Regions from separate parts of the Mus musculus genome. Here regions 1 and 3 are each linked to region 2. Evidence: chromatin contacts called from public HiChIP or PLAC-seq data. All regions are on one chromosome and are shown on one strand. Each heading gives the region's core, a stretch centred on a gene start, on an enhancer-like site or on the middle of the called end of the contact. The rest is flanking DNA. Distances are from core to core; before and after follow the strand shown. Region 1 has its middle 13 kb from the start of Gm51874. Region 2 holds the start of Eme1 (essential meiotic structure-specific endonuclease 1). Region 3 overlaps Acsf2 (acyl-CoA synthetase family member 2).

Region 1 (3,888 bases), core at 593-3,092, 77 kb after region 2:
TAAGCTGTTACGCCATCTCTCCAGACCCTTAGAAATAATTATTAAGGGGAGGGGATGGAACTCAGTGTGTAGAGTGCTTGCCTAGCACATAGAAGCCCTGGGTTCAGCCCCCAGCATCACGTGACCAAGGATGATGGCAAACTTCTGTAATCTCAGCACTCACACAGAGGCAGGGAGAGCAGAAGGTCAAAGGTCATCTTTGGCTACAGAGCAAGGTTAAAGCCTGCCCCAGGATGTGTTAGACCTTAACAACAACAACAACAGCAGCAGCAACCAGAGAGAGAGAGAGAGAGAGAGAGAGAGAACGCTCTAAGTTTGAGTCCCAACAATTAAAAGCAAAACCAAGCTGTGTACTACCATGGCACACAGTTTTAATCTCAAAACTTGGGAGGCAGAAGCAGGCAGATCTCTGAGTTCAAGGGCCTGGTCTACACAGTGAGTTCCAGAACAGCCAGGGCTACACAGAGAAATCCTGTCTCAGCCACTCTACTCCCCAACAAAATAAAATTGAAAGAAAGAAAGAAAAGAAAAATCAAAACAAAGAGGGTGTGGGGGCTATGATGTAATTTTTATGAAAGCATGCATGCAGCTGTGTACAGAAAATACTAGAGCAAGACTTCGAACAACATGGCATCTATTGCTTTCTTCTTCTTCTTCTTCTTCTTCTTCTTCTTCTTCTTCTTCTTCTTCTTCTTCTCCTTCTCCTTCTCCTTCTCCTTCTCCTTCTCCTTCTCCTTCTCCTTCTCCTTCTCCTCTTCCTCCTCCTCCTCCTCTTCCTCCCCCTCCCCTCCCCCTCCCCCTTTCCCCCCCCTCTTCCTCCTTCTTCTTCACATTGTTTTGCCACACAGGGCACCATAACCAACGCTTGCACCTGGTATGTAGGCAATTCCTCTACAGTCAAACACCCAGCCCCTAAACCCTGAAATTCTCCCAAGTCTCCAGGTGCCCCAGAGGCTGCTGGTGGTCCAAGGGTTTCACTAGAATCAAGGTTCAGAGGAGCCCTGGATTTCGATCTCAGGGTTCTGGGAGCAAATCCTGATTTTGTCCCTAAAATATGGCTCAGCTCAACCTTGGGAAATACACTTCTCTGTTTTAATCTTGGGTCTCTCTGTCTGTAGGGCATAGAGACAGAGCTAGAATTGTTAAAGCGACCCCTAGGGGCTCAAGAGGCGATTCACAGATTAGGAGTATTAGCTGCATTTCCTGAGGACCCAGGCTGGATTCCAGCACCTGGTGCCTCACAACCTTTTTAACTCCAGTTCCAAGGGGCCTGAAGGCTTCTTCTGGCCTTTTCATACACACAGTGCACAGACGTACATGCAGGCAAAATACACATACACATAAAGGAAAAAACATTTAAAAAATTAAAGAAGAAAGAAAACCAATATTTAAAAGTAAAGTAAAAGCTTGGTGTGGCGGCGCATGCCTTTGATTTAGGTGCTCAGAGAGGCAGAGATGGGTGGACCTCTGTGAGTTCAAGGCCAGCCTGGTTTACATAGTGAGTTTCAGGACAGTCAGAGCCACATCGTGAGACCCTGAAAATCAATCAATCAATCAATCAATCAATCTAGGTGGTGGTAGTGCATGCCTCCACAGGTGGAGCTCTGAGTTTGTCTATGGGGGAGTTGCAGGACAGCCAGGACCACACAGGGAAACCTTGTCTCAAAAAACCTAAATAAAATAAATAAAAAGCCCCTTGGTCCCTGAGCCTCCTAACACACTGAGAAGGCCCTCCAGACGGCCTTTCCGGCCATTCTCCTGGGTTCTTTTCCAGAGGCTCACTCACCCCCACTGAGTTTTCATAGCTCACTTCGGCTGTGTCTCTACCATCCCTATTCTCACCAGCAGATGGCAATAGAGGACCAGGAGAGTCCCAGAGGGAGACTTCCAGTTTTCTAGCTGATTCCTTGATGGGTGGGTATTTGTTATTTATGATGGTTATTATTTATTTGATTTTTTTGCCTATATGATTAGTCTGTGCACAACATGTGTGCGTGGTACCTTCAGAGGCCGGAAGGTGGAGTTGGATCCAATAGGTGGGTGTTTGTAAAGTGTGTGTGTGTGTTGTACCAAGGATTAAAAACAAGGTCTCTCACCACCAGGCAAGCCCTCTACTATTGAACAAAATTCCCAATCCTTTAAAAATATTTGAGTGTGGGGCTGGAGAGATGGCTTAGCGGTTAAGAGCACTGACTGCTCTTCCAAAGGTCCTGAGTTCAAATCTCAGCAACCACATGGTGGCTCACAACCATCCATAACAAGATCTGACACCATCAGTCCGGTGTGGTGGCGCATGCCTTTAATCCCAGAGCTCGGGAGGCAGAGGCAGGGAGATTTCTGAGTTCGAGGCCAGCCTGGTCTACAGAGTGAGTTCCAGGACAGCCAGGGCTACACAGAAAAACCCTGTCTCGAAAAACCAAAAAAAAAAAAAAAAAAATCTGACACCCTCTTCTGGAGTGTTTCAACTACAGTGTACTTACATATAATAAATTAAATAAAATAAAAAATATTTTTTAAAAAATTGAATGTGAGAGTCCACTGAGTTGCTGAGGCTGGCCTTGAACTGTGATTTCTGCTGGAATCGCAGGTATCAGTAAACCTGACTACTTCTTTCTCTCATTCATTCCCGGACAGTTACACTATGCACCTACACTGGCCTCGAACTCTCGGCTCATCCCCTGGGTAGCTGGGGTTTCACACGTACACCACAACTAGCTACTTGCAAACATTTTAAGCTCCCTTTTAGCAGGTTCCGAGACAAACAGCACCATTTCAAATTCCCATTGGTCTTGCTTGCGTAGGAGCAAGATTCCAGCGTTGAGCTCGGAACTGAAAATAGGTCATTGTGAAGCACCACAGTACATGTCTGCTGGAAGCAAATATTCTTGGTATCACTAAAAGAAACACATGAACAAAGCGAAAGAAAACTCAGCAAGGCCATTTGCTTTCTGTAAAAAGGGCGCTGCGCAGCGGGAACCAGGTTGGGGAGCACAGGAAGTCCCCTTAGCTTTTGTCCTACTGCAGGTGATAACTTGTTTCTTTTTCCTTTGGCAGGGGTCTGACCTCACAGTCTTTTGTGATTGGCTAGTTTTAATAGACTGGCAGCTAGGGTTGGGGGGGTGGGTAGAAGTCTTTAATCCCTATAGAGGTGGGGAGTTTTCCGTGACTTGAAGGACAGTTTGGTCGGCATATGGATCTCCAGGACTGCATCTCAAAATGGAGGAGGAGGAGGAAGAGCAGGAGGAAGAGGAGGAGGAGGGGGAGGGGGAGAGGGAAGAGGGGAGGAGGAAGAGGAGGAGGAGGAGAGGCACAAAGGAAAGGAAGAAAAGGAAAATGAGCTGAGGACTCCAGGCCACCAAGTTAATTAAGTGCACAGAATGGGGGAGGAGCTTTTCATAAACAAAAATTTTTCCAGGGTTTGGACTTTTTGTTTTGTATTTTGTTTGTGTGTTTGTTTTTGAGACAAGGTCTCTGTGTACTTCTGGCTGTCTTGGAATTTTCTTTGTAGACTAGGCTGTCCTCAAACTCACAGAGATCCCCCTGCCTCTGCCTCCCAAGTGCTGGGATTCGTGCGTGCGCCAACCCCCGCCCCGCCCACCCCCACCCCCCACACACACTTTTTTTACTTCAGTTCCTTATTATTTGCTTGGCTTGGCTTTGGTTAGGGAGATTCAAAGACTCGAATTCCTTTGCATAGAAGTTTTACACAGCGGGGGTTTACGGAATACTGGCTCTCAGTGGGGTAGCCACTTTTGATAGAAAAAAATAAAAAGGTCATTTATCAATATATCTATTATCCCATCGCTCAGGAAGCTGAGGCTGGAGGAGCAAGAGCTTGCAGCCAACTTGGGCCGTGTAGCAACTCTGTCTCACAAGGTAAAGCTGAGC
Region 2 (3,675 bases), core at 590-3,089:
GCTCATACATGCCCCAGCCCATATGTGGCAATCTGAGGATTACTTTCAGGGAGTTTGTCCCCTCCTTCCACAGTGTGAGTCCCGGGGATTGAACCCAGGTCATCAGGCTTGTCAGCAAGCACCTTTACCAGTTGAGTCATATCTCACTGGCCCCCCTAACATGGAGATCTTTCTAAAACAAAAACAAAAATAAGAAACAATGTAATCCCAGCACTTGGGAGGCAGAGGCAGGCGGATTTCTGAGTTCGAGGCCAACCATCCACACTGGACACTTCTCACAACCGCCTGTCATCCCAGTTCCAGGAGATCCAATGCCCTCTTCTGGCCTCCACATCCATATAAAATAAAAAGAAATGAAAATTTAAAATAGACAAATAAAAGCAAGTAAATCAGATGGCTCGGTGAGCAAAAACATATGTCACCTAGTTGGATTTCAGTTCCTAGAACCTACACACAGTGGAAAGCATGCCTATGCACACACCCATGTACGCTCATGTCCACACACAGGAAAAAACTCCCCTTACAATTCACATAGTGTATAGTACTCAAAACTATCCTTTAGGTGTTGGAGTAGCAGCGGTAGAGTGCTTGCTTAGCACATAGAGAGCCCTACATGAACGTTAGGCCCCAGCCTTAGTACAGTTAACAGATAAAGAAATCATTCACTCAGACTGATGGGGCTCCGTATGTCTGTGCTGTGTCAGCATTACCCTCCTCTTACTCCCGAATGTCTCCATCATCACAAAGAGAAATCCTACAAACTGGGCATGCTGGCACACAACTGCAATCCCACCTATTGGGAGGCTACAGAGGGGGATATTTTGAGTTCAAGGCCAGCCTACTTGATACAGTGAGACTTCTCAAAAGCAAGGGTATTTCTATAACCATTTTTTTTTTTTTTTTTTTTCTGAGACAGGGTTTCTCTGTATAGATAGCCCTGGCTGTCCTGGAACTCACTTTGTAGACCAGACTGGCTGAGAACTCAGAAATCCGCCTGCCTCTGCCTCCCAAGTGCTGGGATTAAAGGCATGCGCCACCACCACCTGGCATTTATTTATTTATTTAAAAATTAAGAAAAAAAAAAAAAGCCCCCACACACAAAAAAACAAGTTCTTTCTCTCTCCCAGCATCTAAAAATAAAATAAGATCCATTGTCTCTATGGATTTACAGGTTCTGTATATTTCATAAAAGCACACCGTATGTGCCTTTGGTGACTGGTGTCTTTCGCAGTCATGCTTTCAGGGTCCTTCTGTGGCCATACTATGCACCAGTACTGCCTCATTTTTTATAGCTGAATAATATTCCACTGTGTGGCTATGTCACATTTTGTTTACGCATTTATTGCTTGATGGACGGTTAGCCTGCTCCCCTTTCTTGGCTGTTACGGATAATGTTGCTACAGACATTCACGTACAAATATTTTGAACGAGTATGTTTTCACAGTTCTCTTGTGCGTACACTTAAGTCTGCCTGGAACTGCTGGGTTACACGCAAGAATCATTCTTTCAACAATAATTAGTGACTGATAATCTTTGCAGTCTTCCTGGATCTCAATTTAACATAATACCAGTAACTTAGGTTTGTAAGGAATTAAATGAAATTGTGCATCTACAACCAGTCTAGCACAGAATCTAGCTGAGCCTCACCCTGGTCCCTCCCTAGGGACCTTCGTGTGGTTCCTGGAGTGGGACAAACGTCCGTGCTGGCCACACTCCTTGTCTCTGGGGCCCACGGTCCACTGCAGAAGTCGCCGGAGGTCCCGGCCATAAACCCCAAGAGATCTGGGCTCACCTGCTACTGCTCCCGCCACTCTTTGAATTGTCCGCAAGACCCGGAAGTAGATCTATCCCGGTAGCGGAAGCAGACTTCCCAGCCTGGAAGTGAACGTGAAGCAAATATGGCGGCGGCGGCGCTTACGCTGAGGACGCGGGCAGCAGGTAGCTCAGCACTGTGGCTATTGCGAGGCGAGACAGCAGGGAGGCTGGGAGATGGAAACTGGAGCCCATGGTGAACCTAGATACGGGGAAGAAGTGAGGGGCTCCGGACCTTTGGAGGGCGACTGTCTCCGGTCACGTGACACGTTGTGGGCGGTGCTTGCGGAGGGTGGGAGTGCAGAATGAAAGCCCGTTGGATAGTTACTCCAGAAGCTCTGTCCCCTCTGGGTTTATGTGGATCCCTCCGGATTTGAAGAAGACTAAGTTCAAAACATTTAATTGATATTCAAGACTTAGCTTTTTTCCTTTCCTCGCTTTTGAGGTAGGTTCCCACTGTGTAGTTTGCCGTCTTAGAGCTGGTATTTCAGATGTCTATGACCATGACCAACGCTTAGGTCTGGTGAGACACTGCTCAGAGTACCAGCATAAACATGGTTTCTAACGCCTTGTGAGTTCAGCCAGTAAACACGTGAGTAACTTAGTTGTAATCTCGAATAGTATTGTGAAGAGTCTTAGATTAGGGGACCAAGGAAGTCTCTTGAAGGGATAGCAATTTAGACCTAAAAGAGACAGACCCAACCAAACCTGTGTAGACAGAAGGCAAGAAAATGACTTGACTCGGTTTTACAGTTTTGAGGAGCCAATTAAGAGGAGGCAGACTGGGTGCAAATAAATAAATGAAAATGAAACCAAGTGGGACCAGGAATAGTAGTGCCTATAATCCCTGCACTTAGGAGCCTGGGGCAGGAAGATTTCATCAGATCCAAGGCCAGCCTGGGTCACAGACTCAAAAGCTATAAATAAATAAAATAACATAAAATAAAATAAAATAAAATAACCTACACAGAAAACCATCTGCAAGACTTGCTATAGGATAGATCATTTGGCCCAGATATTAGTGGTGTTGGTAGAGAAGCTGGAGGGTAGTGGGTGAATATGACATCTGTCTGTTCTGAAGATATAGATTCCACAAGTCTTACTGCTCTGTAAAATGAGGGAAGAGAGTCATCTGTAAAGTCTTGTTTTTCACAAGAGCAGAGACATATGAGTGAAACAATGTAGGCAAAAGCAAAACACCAATCACCAGTAAGTGAGTGGGTGAAGCCAGGAAGTGCATGCCTGTAACCTCGGTTATATGTGAAGTAAAGGCCTGAGGATTGCAAGTTCAAGGTCTTCATGGGCTACAGGAGAGGGGGGAGGGGATTCCATTCCATTGCTGGACATTGAAGATGTCTCCTAAGTTCTTTTTTTGTGATGTTTGTTTGTTTGGAGACACTGTATCACTATGAAGCCCTGGCTGTCCTAGAACTCAGTCTCTAGACCAAACTGGTCCTGTTGTCACAGAGATCTGCCTGCCTCTGCCTCCCAAGTGCTAGCATCAAAAGCTTGCCTGTGCCACCATGCCCAGCCTGCTCTCTGAGAGCTAGTCTTGTATCCCAGCAACTTTCTGTTCTTATGGGAATTTGAGAAACCTAGATAACCAGTGCTATGCCCCCAAACACCCATAAAGCAACTCTAAATGGGCTGATACTAGATCCTAAGATCCTATACTATGCCTAGAGACCTAAAACAGACAGCCTGGATTTTATTTTTGTGTATGAATGTTTTGCCTATGTGTATATATGCATACCACACGGTATACTTGGTACCAGCAGAGGTAAGAAAAGGCCATTGGATCCCCTGAAACAGGAGTTACAGATGACTGTGGACCACTACAAAAGTGCTAGAAACTGAACAGAG
Region 3 (3,854 bases), core at 364-2,863, 73 kb before region 2:
GGGGCTACAGAAATGGCTTAGTGACTAAGAACACAGACTGCTCTTTTAGAGTCTCCAGGTTCAATTCCCCAGCCCCGACACAGTGGCTGACTGACAACTGTCTGTAACTCCAGTCCAAAGCATCTGATGCCCTCTTCTGGCCTCTGATGGTGCACACATATCTGTGCAGGTGAAATATCTAAACACATAAAGTAAAATTAAATAAAATCTCAAAAACAAAAGAAGAGGGAAAGAACACTGATACATTAAGTATTCTAATAATTACAAAAGGGGGTGTGGCTACCGTAGATAGAGTACTTGCCTGACCTTCAATGAAGACTGGGGTTAGCTCCCTAGAACCAGACGGAAGGATGAATGCTTACTAAGTAATTAATTTTCTGTTATTTGCTATGTGGATGACAGATTTTTGACTGCGGTGCCTTCCTTAGAGACTCATTGGACCTAACCACTGGCCTCAATATACACCTATATCTGAGCTGACGGACACCTTGACACTGGAAGTGATGGCCAAGCTACTGGGCTCTGTCAGTATTTCCCTACACTGAAGATTGAGAACTTAAGTTGAGACAGGACCACACATATCGGTGAGCTAATTTCTGAAGCCAGGTTGGACGATTTGTGCCACCTCCAGTATGCAACTGTCCAAATGCCTGTTCACCAATTTAAAAAAAAAAAGATTTATAGTGACTTATTGCTCGTAAGTTCACATAGGAAGGACAGCAAAAGTCTTAATGAGCCGGGCAGTGGTGGCACACGCCTTTAATCCTAGCACTTGGGAGGCAGAGGCAGGCAGACTTCTGAGTTCGAGGCCAGCCTGGTCTACAGAGTGAGTTCCAGGACAGCCAGGGCTACACAGAGAAACCCTGCCTCGAAAAACAAAACAAACAAACAAAAACAAAAAGAAAGAAAAAATATTTTAATGACTGAACCAGATAATTTGAATGAATCTTATAAAAATAATGATAAATAAAAGACATTAGGATCAGGTATGGTGGTGTGCCTTAGTCCCAGAACTCAGGAGGTAGAAGAAAATGAGACAGGCTAGGAAGACTAGGAAAAGAAAGGACCATGGGAAAGGAAAGGGATGTGACATCCCGGAGTGTGGCTTGCTAGAATCTGAAATCTCTCCCTTGCTAGTAGTTGAAATTTTCATCACAATTAACAATACACTTAACAATTAACACTACAATCTGGTCTACAGAGCGAATTCCAGGACAGCCAGGGATACAAGGAGAAACTCGGTCTTGGCTTGGTGGGGTGGTGGTGGTGGTATAGGGTAGATTGCTCATGTGAAGAAAATACTCTTTTTTTTTTTTTTTTTTTTTGCAGAGATATCTGAAGTAAAAGTGGTAGAGCAGCAAAGTGCATGCATGAAATGAAGGAACATATGACCTTTGAATTTAACCTTATCTCTTTCCTGGCTGCTGTAGATGGCTCTCAGGGGCTCTCACAAACAAGGTTATTACCTTGTTAACAGTAAAAACAACTCTACTCTCTTGTGATCTTGTATAGCAAGGATTCCATAGACTTTGTGACCTATGGAGCCACCCTCTTACCTCACTTATTGAAAAGGTTTAAGGAAAAAAAATTCCTTAGAAACCCTTTGAACAATGGAATGCAGAAGTCACCAAAATCTAGCTGGGTGTGGTGGTGCCTGGCGGTCCTCATCCCAGCACCGAGGAAGTAGAAGCCAGGAGTTCAAGGTCATCGTCAGCCACACACCAAAGTTTAATAGAAGAGGCTCTGTCACAAACTCTCTTTAATAAACATCACTCACTGCCTAGTGAGAGCTTTCTGCTAGCCTGGGTTACATAGAGAATTCAGAGATAGCCTGGGGTTCGTAGTCCAACCTGTACTCAAGAAACAAAAACAGTGCTTTAGCTAAGTGATAAAACACTGGCTTGGTGTGCAAAGGCGTAAGTTTGATCCCCAGTACCTCATAGATAGATTGATAGATTGATTGATAGATAGATAGATAGATAGATAGATAGATAGATAGATAGATAGATATTCACCCAGGCATGTGAGGCTGTAATTTCAGTACACCGAAGGCATCAAGAGTTTGAGGCCAACCTGGGCTACACAGCAAGATCCCATCTCAACACAAACAAAACTTAAAGGCAAGTAAAATTAAAAACAAAGAAATGCTGAAGAGATGTCTCGGGTTAAGAGTGTCTCATGCTCCTGCAGGGGATTGGGACTTAAAAGGAAGAGGTTAGGAGAGAAGGGAGGGAGGGGAAGGGAGGGAGACAGGGGGTGGGCACAGCGTAGGGAGTGGTGGCGCACATCTATGATCTAGTAAGAGGTGTTTGTTTAGAAGTTACTTTTGCTAATAACCTTTGACTCCGGACCACAGGAAAGCCTGGCACCTCTGCCTTCCCTTTTCACCTGTCCCCTTCACTTTGTGACAACCTGCTTACCTCTGCTCCTGCCAAAGTGTCTACCTAGAAAGCAGAGATAAAAGTATCTCATTTCCCTTCAAGGTTGAAGTCACAAAGGTTCTCATCTACTAAACCTAGTAGGGCCTGAGGCAGGACAAATCCCAGACAAGATACCATTTCAAAGGTAGAGAAGCTATAAAATGGAGCAGGTGTGTGTGTGTGTGTGTGTGTGTGTGTGTGTGTGTGTGTGCACGAGAGCGCGCACACGCTCACACTTGCTCACACATCTCTGCGGATGCTTGTGCCACAGTGCACATGTGACCTATGGAGATCCGAGGACGGTGGCCCCTTCCTTCCCATCTTATCTTAAGGTAAGGCATGCAGCCCAGCTTTTCCATGAGCTATCAACCTACTATTTTGTAGGACTCAGATTCATTCTCTCTTGCTATCAACAATAGATCTTGCTTCCTCCCAGGGCTATAGGTGAAGAGCAGAGCTACACCACAGCCAGGAATTCTTAATCACCAACACCACCTGCTCACAGTCCTGACTTTTCAAGTCTGACACTCATGTCACTACCCCAAAGATGGCCACATTGACTATATTTCCTATGTAGAAATTTGGGTTGGGTGGGTGAACGTGGCTTGTTGGAGTGGCTAGTGGAAAGCTTTGTCCTAAAAGTTCTAATTATTTGGGAGCCTGAGGCAGGAGGACTGAAGTTCAAGACCAGCATCTACATCATCCCTCCCTCCCTCCTTCCCTTTCTTGGTCTTTCAACGTCATTCAGCCTGGCCTGAAACGCCTGTCTCAAAACAATAACAACAAAAGAAAATGGAGGGCTGGCGAGATGGCTCAGTGGGTAAGATCACTGACTGCTCTTCTAAAGGTCCTGAGTTCAAATCCCAGCAACCACATGGTGGCTCACAACCATCCAAAATGAGATCTGACGCCCTCTTCTGGTGTGTCTGAAGACAGCTACAGTGTACTTACATATAATAAATAAATAAATCAAAAAAAAAAAAAGAAGAAAGAAAATGGAAGTCAAATGTAAAAGGGCCACAGAAGGAATGACAATACAGCACTTGCCTAGACTACAAGGCCCAGCCTGGTCTCCAAAAAGCACTTAAAATACCATACTCTGGGGCCAGCCAGCCGGCTCACGCCTAGCAGCCCAACAGTCTTGAATTCAGTACCCCAAACCCACTTCAAGGTATGCGAGAGCCAGTGCCACAAAGTTGTCTTCTGACCACCACACATGTCACCTGACACTCAGGTGGCCCCCTCCATACAGAGAAAATAATAAATAAGTAATTTAAAGGCATGCTTTTCTATACTTCAATATAAAGTTCTTTTTAAAAAATAAAATAAATTCCTGGCCGGGCAGTGGTGGTGCCCAGTGGTGGTGCACACCTTTAATCCCAATCCCAGCACTTGGGAGGCAGAGGCAGGTGGATTTCTGAGATCAAGGTCAGC

Evidence for each region. HiChIP or PLAC-seq counts read pairs in DNA pulled down with a chosen protein or histone mark.
Region 1: a contact with region 2 is called in an H3K4me3 HiChIP or PLAC-seq map of the SCID.adh cell line, with 17 read pairs. The contact joins the enhancer-like site here to the promoter of Eme1 in region 2. A contact is called at or near these places in 1 of 15 datasets of contacts at CTCF or cohesin (CD8 T cells), 5 of 484 Hi-C or Micro-C datasets (B cells, the BV-2 cell line, Th1 cells and 2 more), 8 of 115 datasets of contacts at active chromatin or transcription factors (the SCID.adh cell line, bone marrow-derived dendritic cells, bone marrow-derived macrophages and 4 more) and 3 of 9 other capture datasets (adipose tissue, liver and pancreatic islet).
Region 3: a contact with region 2 is called in an H3K27ac HiChIP or PLAC-seq map of embryonic stem cells, with 8 read pairs. The contact joins the enhancer-like site here to the promoter of Eme1 in region 2. A contact is called at or near these places in 1 of 39 promoter capture datasets (pre-B cells), 1 of 15 datasets of contacts at CTCF or cohesin (large pre-B cells), 1 of 484 Hi-C or Micro-C datasets (liver), 7 of 115 datasets of contacts at active chromatin or transcription factors (the SCID.adh cell line, effector CD8 T cells, embryonic stem cells and 2 more) and 3 of 9 other capture datasets (adipose tissue, liver and pancreatic islet).

Annotation. Positions count from the first base shown.
Region 1 is chr11:94,728,614-94,732,501 of GRCm38.p6, forward strand. No RefSeq gene overlaps it. Among named protein-coding and RNA genes, the nearest start is that of Gm51874, 13 kb to the left of the region's middle. Within about 2 kb of position 1,843, at least 5 of the 459 cell types and tissues checked have an H3K27ac peak or open chromatin away from gene starts, as enhancers often do. A contact at or near this core is called in the SCID.adh cell line and bone marrow-derived macrophages, where this site is marked.
Region 2 is chr11:94,651,904-94,655,578 of GRCm38.p6, forward strand. Eme1 (essential meiotic structure-specific endonuclease 1) reads right to left here and starts at 1,840. Exons shown (of 9, transcript NM_177752.5): 1 at 1,793-1,840. It overlaps Mrpl27 (mitochondrial ribosomal protein L27), which reads left to right and starts at 1,888. Exons shown (of 4, transcript NM_053161.2): 1 at 1,888-1,938. The coding sequence starts at 1,899.
Region 3 is chr11:94,578,873-94,582,726 of GRCm38.p6, forward strand. All of the region lies in intron 1 of Acsf2 (acyl-CoA synthetase family member 2), which reads right to left. Among named protein-coding and RNA genes, the nearest start is that of Chad, 16 kb to the left of the region's middle. Within about 2 kb of position 1,614, at least 10 of the 459 cell types and tissues checked have an H3K27ac peak or open chromatin away from gene starts, as enhancers often do. A contact at or near this core is called in embryonic stem cells, where this site is marked.